Regions from separate parts of the Mus musculus genome. Here region 1 is linked to region 2. Evidence: chromatin contacts called from public Hi-C data. All regions are on one chromosome and are shown on one strand. The core of a region is the stretch at or near the end of the contact, and the rest is flanking DNA. Distances in the headings are between cores, read along the strand shown.

The links. Hi-C and Micro-C count contacts between places; a contact is called where the count stands out from the background.
Region 1: a contact with region 2 is called in a Hi-C map of cortical neurons, with 4 times the contacts expected there. The contact joins the promoter of Cstdc2 here to the enhancer-like site in region 2. A contact is called at or near these places in 1 of 39 promoter capture datasets (pre-B cells), 2 of 15 datasets of contacts at CTCF or cohesin (large pre-B cells and pro-B cells), 3 of 484 Hi-C or Micro-C datasets (the N1E-115 cell line and cortical neurons) and 1 of 115 datasets of contacts at active chromatin or transcription factors (bone marrow-derived macrophages).

The regions. Positions count from the first base shown.
Region 1 is chr2:148,849,336-148,853,227 of GRCm38.p6, forward strand. It overlaps Cstdc2 (cystatin domain containing 2), which reads right to left and starts at 1,599. Exons shown (of 3, transcript NM_029960.3): 1 at 1,336-1,599. The coding sequence starts at 1,545.
Region 2 is chr2:148,120,345-148,124,498 of GRCm38.p6, forward strand. No RefSeq gene overlaps it. Among named protein-coding and RNA genes, the nearest start is that of Gm24221, 29 kb to the right of the region's middle. Within about 2 kb of position 2,302, at least 44 of the 459 cell types and tissues checked have an H3K27ac peak or open chromatin away from gene starts, as enhancers often do. A contact at or near this core is called in cortical neurons, where this site is marked.

The sequences.
Region 1 (3,892 bases), core at 349-2,848, 730 kb after region 2:
CTTTCCTTCCTCTGTTGAGGAAAGAGGAATCCTCCCCCATGACCATAGTGTGGCATTAGGAGATGAGCATTGCCATCCTGAGGACATTCTGTGGAGATTCATCACCATTTTAGGATGTTGGTGAATGGGCTATGTGAGCCTGCCAAGGACCCAGAGTAGAAGGGAATTAACTGAGATAAGGAGCTGAGCTGGTAGGTGGTTCTCAGGACAGTTAGCTTGTCCTGACAGTCAGCAAGTTTTCCCAGCCTACCTTTTGTTTCTCTTCCTTTCACTTCCTCATTTTTTCCAATGACTTGTTTGTGCATGTGTGTGCATAAAGCCTAGAGTGACAGCAGGAGTGTTCCTCAGCAGCTCTCCATCTTACCTTTTGACACGGGACATGTCACTGAAGCTGAGGCTGACTCACACTAGGCTGGTCAGTAGCTGGCCCTCTCCAGACTTTTCTGTCTCTGCCTTTCAGACACTGGGATTGCAGGTGTGCATCTCTGAGCCAGGCTTTTTACATAGGTGATGAGGATCCAAACTCTAGTCCTCATATTTGTGTGGTAAGCACTTTACTGACAGATCCCTCTGCAACCCTCAAACTGTTTTAATTTTTTAATATGCTTGTAAGTTGCCCATACTTCTCTAAAATATCACTTGAGCATGTTTCAGTAGAAACTCCAATTAAACTCATTTGATTATCATCATAATCAACAACAACAATAACAGCAACAATGTACAAAGTACAAAGACAAATACAAAAAGGTATGAGAAAAGAATTAAGCAAGGATGGAAGGGGTATACAGAGAGTAATGGGAGGCGAATATGGTGAAAATACATTATGTACATTTATGAAGTGTCATGATGAAATCTGTTATTGTGCATAATAAATATATGCTAGCAAAAACTTTTAAAGGTGCTTTTGACATATCTTCAGTCTTTGCCTATGGGATTTTTGTGTAAATATTTTCTTTGTTCAATAGAAAGATCTCCCTAGAAGTGCTTATTCTGTGAATTATTATTATTATTATTATTATTATTATTATATTGCATCAAAGTCCAGATCTTCCTGTACCAGCTTTCAAAATGCTGGAACTACATTTGTATACCACCATGCCTGATCTAAAATGTATTCTTTAATTAAGTAAGTACTATCATAAAACAGGATAATATTGCATAGTAATTTTTATGTGAGTAAACTTAATTCAAAAGAATATGTAACTTAGAAAAGCATTCTAAACAATGAAGCCAAATGATTTATATGTAACTCAGCCATGGGTTGCAAATGTCTAGCCAAGACAAAAGTGTCCTGCCTGCTTTATCAGAAAACAGCAAGTGGACAAGATCACCTACCTGTACTTTCAAGAAATTCATGATGTGTATCACCCTGTAGGCATATTCATCCTTGCTCTTTTTGTGGAATGCACTCAAAGCAAACTTCACTATGTCAGGTTCACTGACTAGTTTATCGAGTTCGAGAGTATCCTCTTCCGAACACCATGCCTGAGCTCCCTGGACATAGATACCAGAGAGAGCCAGTAATATTGTCCAGGGCAGAGCCATCTTCCCCGCTGGCGACAATATGATGCAGGTTCTGTCTCCTGTCTTTGCCCTTACAGCCCTGTTCCTTTAAGTCTAACCCTTAAATTAATTTCCTGGGCTCCAGACTCCTCCCTCTGGGGATTCTCTTGATCATCACTCCGAGTTCCTTCCCCCTTGGTACCACCTCCCTCAGTCAAAGCTGTTCATTTTCCTCCTGTCCCGGATGGAGCAAAGAGCACCCAGGCAGAGTGGTTTGTAAAGAACAAGTAAGATAAGAGATTGAGGGGCTCCTGATCTGAGTCCTACCACACTCACTACCTGTGACTCACTGGATAGAAGAGCCTTGAAGAGAACGCCCCATGGTCAGGTGCTGAAAGATTGATAACTGGCAGTGTTAGTGAAAGGCAATTTCTGGACGTGCCAGTAGAGGGAGACAGTGACTCAGGAAAAGACAGATTAAAATGGGAAGCATGAGAGCAACTTGATTTCTCTTTATGCTTGAGCTGCAGTGTGGCACAGGAGAGGCAGTTGTCTCCTCTTGAGTTGTTCCTAAGGAATGTTTCGCTGTGCCTATGTGATAGGGAACTTCCCCTATCCTCTCCTAGCCTGAATGAGCATCCTGGTGTAGGCTTCTAGGAGATGGCACCAACACTGAGGTGTCTAGAGTTCAGGAATCCAAGGTGCCAATTATGCCCTCTTGTGGCCATAATTACGAAAGCTCGGGCAGCAAATTGGACTGGCACATCGAAACACCACATTCTCTTTAAAAGAAGACTGAGGCCTTGTCTTCATGGTAAAGTGTGCCTTCAGACTGCATCAGCATCTACATGTAATGTTTGGGGACTGTGAGCGCTGACTCTACCCAGCATGTCCATACTCTGCTGCGATACTGCCCCAGCCTTTTGAAGTGGTAGCTGAGATGGAACACAGAGTTGGACAACAGTCAAAAGACTGATGGTCTTGTAACTCTAACTGTACTGGGGCTAGAAGCTGATGGCTTCTTTTCTCCTTAACCCTCTGTGCTTTATTAAACACTGGGAACTTAACTCTTTATTACTGTTCTGTGCTTAAATATGGACTAATAACTATCATTGTTCCGTGCTTCAATAAAAGCTGAAAACCTAACTCTTTTTTGAAAAAATTTTTATTAGATATTTTCTTTATTTACATTTCAAATGCTATCCCCTTTCCTGGTTTCCCCTCTGAAACACCCTATCCCATCCTCTCTCTCCCCCTGCTTCTATGAGAGTGTTCCCCCACCCACCTACCCATTCCTGCTTCCATGTCTTGGCATTCCCTTACACTGGGGCATCGACCTTCACAGGACCAATGGCCTCTCCTCCCATTGATGCCCCACAAGGCCCTCCTCTGCTACATATGTGGCTGGAGCCATGGGTCTCTCTTTGGATGGTGGTTTAGTCCCTAGGGGTTCTGGGGAGCTCTGCTTGGTTCATATTGTTGTTCCTCCTATGGGGCTGCAAACCCCTTCAGCTCCTTGGGTCCTTTCTCTAACTCCTCCATTGGGGGCCCTGTGTTCCATCCTATAGATGACTGTGAGTATCCACCTCTGTATTTGTCAGGCTCTGACAGAGCCTCTCTGGAGACAGCTATATCAGGCTCCTGTGAGCAAGCACTTCTTGGCATCCACAGTAGTGTCTGGGGAAAACCTAACTCTTAATGCTTAAATAAGAGCTGTGGAAACTTCATTTTTTTATTTCTCTTATTATTTGTACTTAAATAAGCTCAAATGTCTGGCTATTAACACATGATGTTTAGCTGCGGGGGAATTAAGTAAAAGGATGCATTGGTAGAGCTCCTTTCTTGGGTGAGTTAACCTCCTGGCCAGGTGAGAGGCTTGGAGCTCATTAACTCTTTTTGAATCAGAGAGAAAAGAAAGAAAAGGAAAGAAGTTACACAGACAACACATACACCCTAGGTGAAGCAGAAAATGTCTGCACCAGCCTTTTTAAAATTTATTATTGCTTTAGGCTTCTTATATAGCTTTTTGACAAAAAGTTCTTTGTATAAGAAAGAATACCTCTTAGCTAAAATGTTACAAAAAAAGGCGGGGGGGGGGGGTTACAGAAAGGTATCAATAACAAGTTCAAAGCAGTGTTTCACACAGTAAGCTCATTATAAGTTCAAAGTAACAGTTTTTACATGGCCTTGCCTTATCACAGTACACACCTGTGACTTCATCCTTGGATCTGAATGTTTTTTCTTGAACACAGATTTGTTTCAAGCCTATTTCTCTTTTTAGTGTAATTATGAAAGCTCATTTAATTTCTTACTCTGCACTTTTTACTTACTATTAGGAGTAGTGGACACATTCTATTCTTGATTTTTACTTTATTACATCTTTTTAGCA
Region 2 (4,154 bases), core at 1,052-3,551:
ACGAGCTAATGAGGACAATGTAAGATAGGGGAGCCTTTCAAAGGCCACATTCAGTCTCAGAATGGAATGAACTCAAGAGAAGGTCATCTGGCTATAGCTGTGCCAAAGGAGGGACTGGACCTCAAGGAACACCATAAGAAGTGAGGGGGCAGAGACATACCCCAGCTTCTCCTTCTGCTCAGTTCTTTCTTTCCTTTTTCCTTTTATGTTTATTCTTTCATTTTGGAAATGAGGTTTCACTATGTAGCTTAGGGCGGCCTTGAGGTGATCATTCTGCTCCAGCCTTCCAAGTACTGAAATTGTAACTGTGACCCATTATGACCAGCTTGGTGACTACATCTCTGTCTTTTGTCATATGTTCTCACTGGCCAAACCTCAATGGAAACCACTTAACATGAAAGTCTGAGAAAGGCAGAATTGTTCTGGAGGTAGCAGCAACTGCTGGGCTCATGTGCTTTGCAAACACTGATAGGGAGTGGAGATTAAAAATAAAATAATACGGACTTAGTGATGATTGGAGTGACTTAAGCAAAACAAACAAACAAACAAACAAACAAACAAGAAGAGCTATATAGCTTTCTGAACAGTAGGACTGATGTGTACATGTGTACACGTTCAATTTGTTCTGTGCACTATCAAAGCTTGAGAGACCTTAGTGGCAGTTTTGGGTTCCTCTATCCCTCCTAAGGGTGGGCAGTCAATAGGCTTGTGTTGCCTTGACTAGAAGATTAAACAGCCAGAGCACCTCACCCCTAACAGCTTAAAATGACATACTGAGAACAGCAAGTATAATCCCCTTATGTTTACATGGTATGAGTGCCCTTTGAAAATCTGATTAGCTTTTTTAATTACCAGGGACCCTTTCAGCACTTAGCTGGGAAATTGCTGGATCTAATTAATACTTTCTGTGTGTCAGGAAAACACCATTTGCTTCACTATCCGTGCTCTCAGTTTTGGAGGCTTCAGAGTTCAGCACCCAAGTCGCATCTTGGCAATGTTCCCTTCTCTCTCACCATTGCTCTTCGTGCTGCTGCTGAACCATAAAGTGGACAAGAACTTTATGGATGGTCTTCCTAGGAGGGACAGATGTGCACCGAGTTTCATAAGTGCTAACTACAGTGGAAAGCTAGCACAGAAGAGACATGGGCAAGAAGAGGAGACAATCTTCAGATTGTCCCTACCAAGTGCTGTGGATGGAGGAACACTTCCCTATTTGGGACAGTGATTAAAATAAGTTATTCCCATGCTGTCTGAGAGCTGTGTGTTGCACAACTGGCAAAGAATGAGAACAAGAGCCTGGGGTTTGGGGGAGCTGGCATCTTTATTGAATGTTGTCTTGACCCTCATCTTCCACAGTGGCAGGTGTTTCATACAGACTTACTGTGTACCACTGTGAAGAGGTAGAGTCTTGACATTTAGTTCAGACAGCCAGACCCTTGGCAGTTCCTGTAAATCCAGGCAAAGAATGTCTATAGAAGCCACCTGGTGGATTGGTGAGGATGGGGCTAGGGGGCTCACTTTAGCAACTGCTTATATAGCCTTAGGGGGTCACGACTGCTTTCATACAAGACCACAAGCACCCAAACTTCCATCTCTTGGTGTTCAGATGATCAGAGCTGTGACTGGACAAAGAGCTGGAAGGCCCTGGAGAAGCCAGAGTTCAGACTGACACTCACATGTTCCTGCTTAGGGGAATACATACTCACCACTTCCATCTTCATGTGCTCTGGATCAGTGTGTGCACAGACTCTGAGATAATCAACAAGGGCTTCCTACAAATCCCATCAATCAATAATACTACTGCTACAAGTCTTTCCAGCACTGACAGGAAAAACAAGTCCTGACTCTGGGGGGTATCACAAGGACATTCTCAGTATAAAGTATTGTCAACTCGTGCATCCATGCTAATACAAAACTATCCAAATGCCTTAAAGAAGGTAAACGAGAAATCACGCCCGAGAGCCAACTTCAATGAAGCATAATTTGCAGCAGAGGGCAGCAGAAGACACCGTTTGGAAATTCAGTCTGCAACTGGGCACATCCTTCCCGTGCCACACCAGTCAGACCACACACACACACACACACACACACACACACACACACACACACACACACACACACACACATACACACACACACACACACACACACACACACACAGAGAGAGAGAGAGAGAGAGAGAGAGAGAGAGAGAGAGAGAGAGAGAGAGAGCGAGCAGATCTGTTTGCCAGGGCCTCACCCTTCTTACATGACCACTAGTCACTGGGCTGGTGAGCCACAGCTCAGGTCAGACAAGATGCTTTTCACTGGGGCCATCAGGAGGGTCGGGACAGGACTAAGGCGGAAATAGCTGGTTGGCGGCTCACTTCCCTATCCACGTGACCAGGCAGTGGAGCCCAGATGTTGTTAAGGTGGTAGGCGACCTTGGCTATTGTCCTGGTGCTAATGAGAATGCCTTGGGGTTTAGGCAGCTGCTTGTTTGGAGGAAGACAGAAAACTGTCAACCTGTGATTTCCTCCAGACCCTTAGTCCCTATAGGCAAAAGCCCCGGGTCTCCTCGCTGTGCATGGTTCAGGGGTTAGATGCCATCACCCTGACTCTTCTTAGAGTCCTCTGAAGCTGGGGTGAGTGTGTGATGACACTAACAACCGGGAGAGAAAAGACAGAGTCGGGACAAGCCTGGGAGAAAAAGCAGGCCCCATTGCAAGCACACGTCACTGCTTCTCGTTTCTAATATGTTCCATTAGCTCTCGGTATAATGTTTCCAAATGAGCCACAGCAGGGACTGTGGTACTCTTGTTTCTTCAGGGTTATTGATGAACCCTCTCTAACTTAGCTGTCCCTCTCTTTTTCTACCCCACCCCACCCCTGGTCTTTTCTTTCATTAAGAAATAATCCTATCTTCTTTTGTGACTTGAAATAACATCAATATCCTTAGACATTCATGCTTTTTTATTGCTATTATCTTTCTGTTTTTGAGACAGGACCCCACTCTGTATGTAGCTCGGGCTTGTCTTAGACTGGTAACCATTCTCCTGCTTCACCCTCCCAAGTGCAGGAGCGACCAGGCCTGACTACACCCTGTGTTTATATATTTAGCCCAACTCCTCTCCTAATCTCTCATGATTGCCTTGAAAATCATTCTGGGAAAAAAAAAGTAAATCATTCTAGAAAAATAAGACTAGGATGTTTAAGTATGTCTCAGGGTCATAGCTGATGAAGAATTCTTGTTTTTTAGGCTGGACCTAGTGAACCTTCTCTACACTGGTTAGTGTGAACTCCATCATCTTTCCCCATAACTTTTTATTGATTCCTTGTGAGTTTCACATCATGCACCCTAGCTAGTTTCACTCATCTCTCTCCCCCTGTATCTGCCCTCTGCCCTTGCAACCTCACCCCCCCCCTCCCCAGAAGAAAATAAACACTCAATCAATAAACAAACCAAAACGTCTCATTGTGGGAGCTGTAGTGTGTTGCAGTGCATCCCATAGTATAGCGTTCTATCCACACATCTTCACTTGCCAATGTTCATTGTTCAAGGCCTCTGGCTTCTGCCACACCATCAATATTGGATTCTCACTGGGTCTCCTCCCAGTTATCTCGTTGCTTCCCCTTTTGTGCACCACTAGGGTGAGCTCTTCAGCACTGCTCTGGCTAACCCACCCAAAGCAGACATCATCAGGAGGCAAGGCCATCTCACCTGTGCATCCAGAGCCAGCTCCTCCTTGCTTCCCAGTTGAAGTACCCAGGGCCTATTCTCCAAGTACTGCATGTAGTAAGGAGCTGGGCCAGCTCTCTCTCTCTTATATCCTCAGGGCTGGCTCACCCATGTCTTCACCATGAGGTCCAGCTCCTCTGTATTGCCCAGATAGAACTCCATCATCTTAATAGCTCAGGTCTTGGCTTGTCCTCTTATATGCCATACATACTCTGCCTGGACCAGATTGTTTGTCATCCCAGGATGCTAAGAGCAGAACCAGTTTCATCTCTCCTTTTATTTTCTCCAAACACCACAATTGAGTAGTTTTCCAGGCTTTTATACCTGTCCATCTATAGTCTATTATTAATAGGACATCAGGATAAGTGATCTCTTTAAAAATCTTAATCACTTGCTGTCAGGCCAGTACTTACAGCCTCTCCTGCTTCTGATTAAT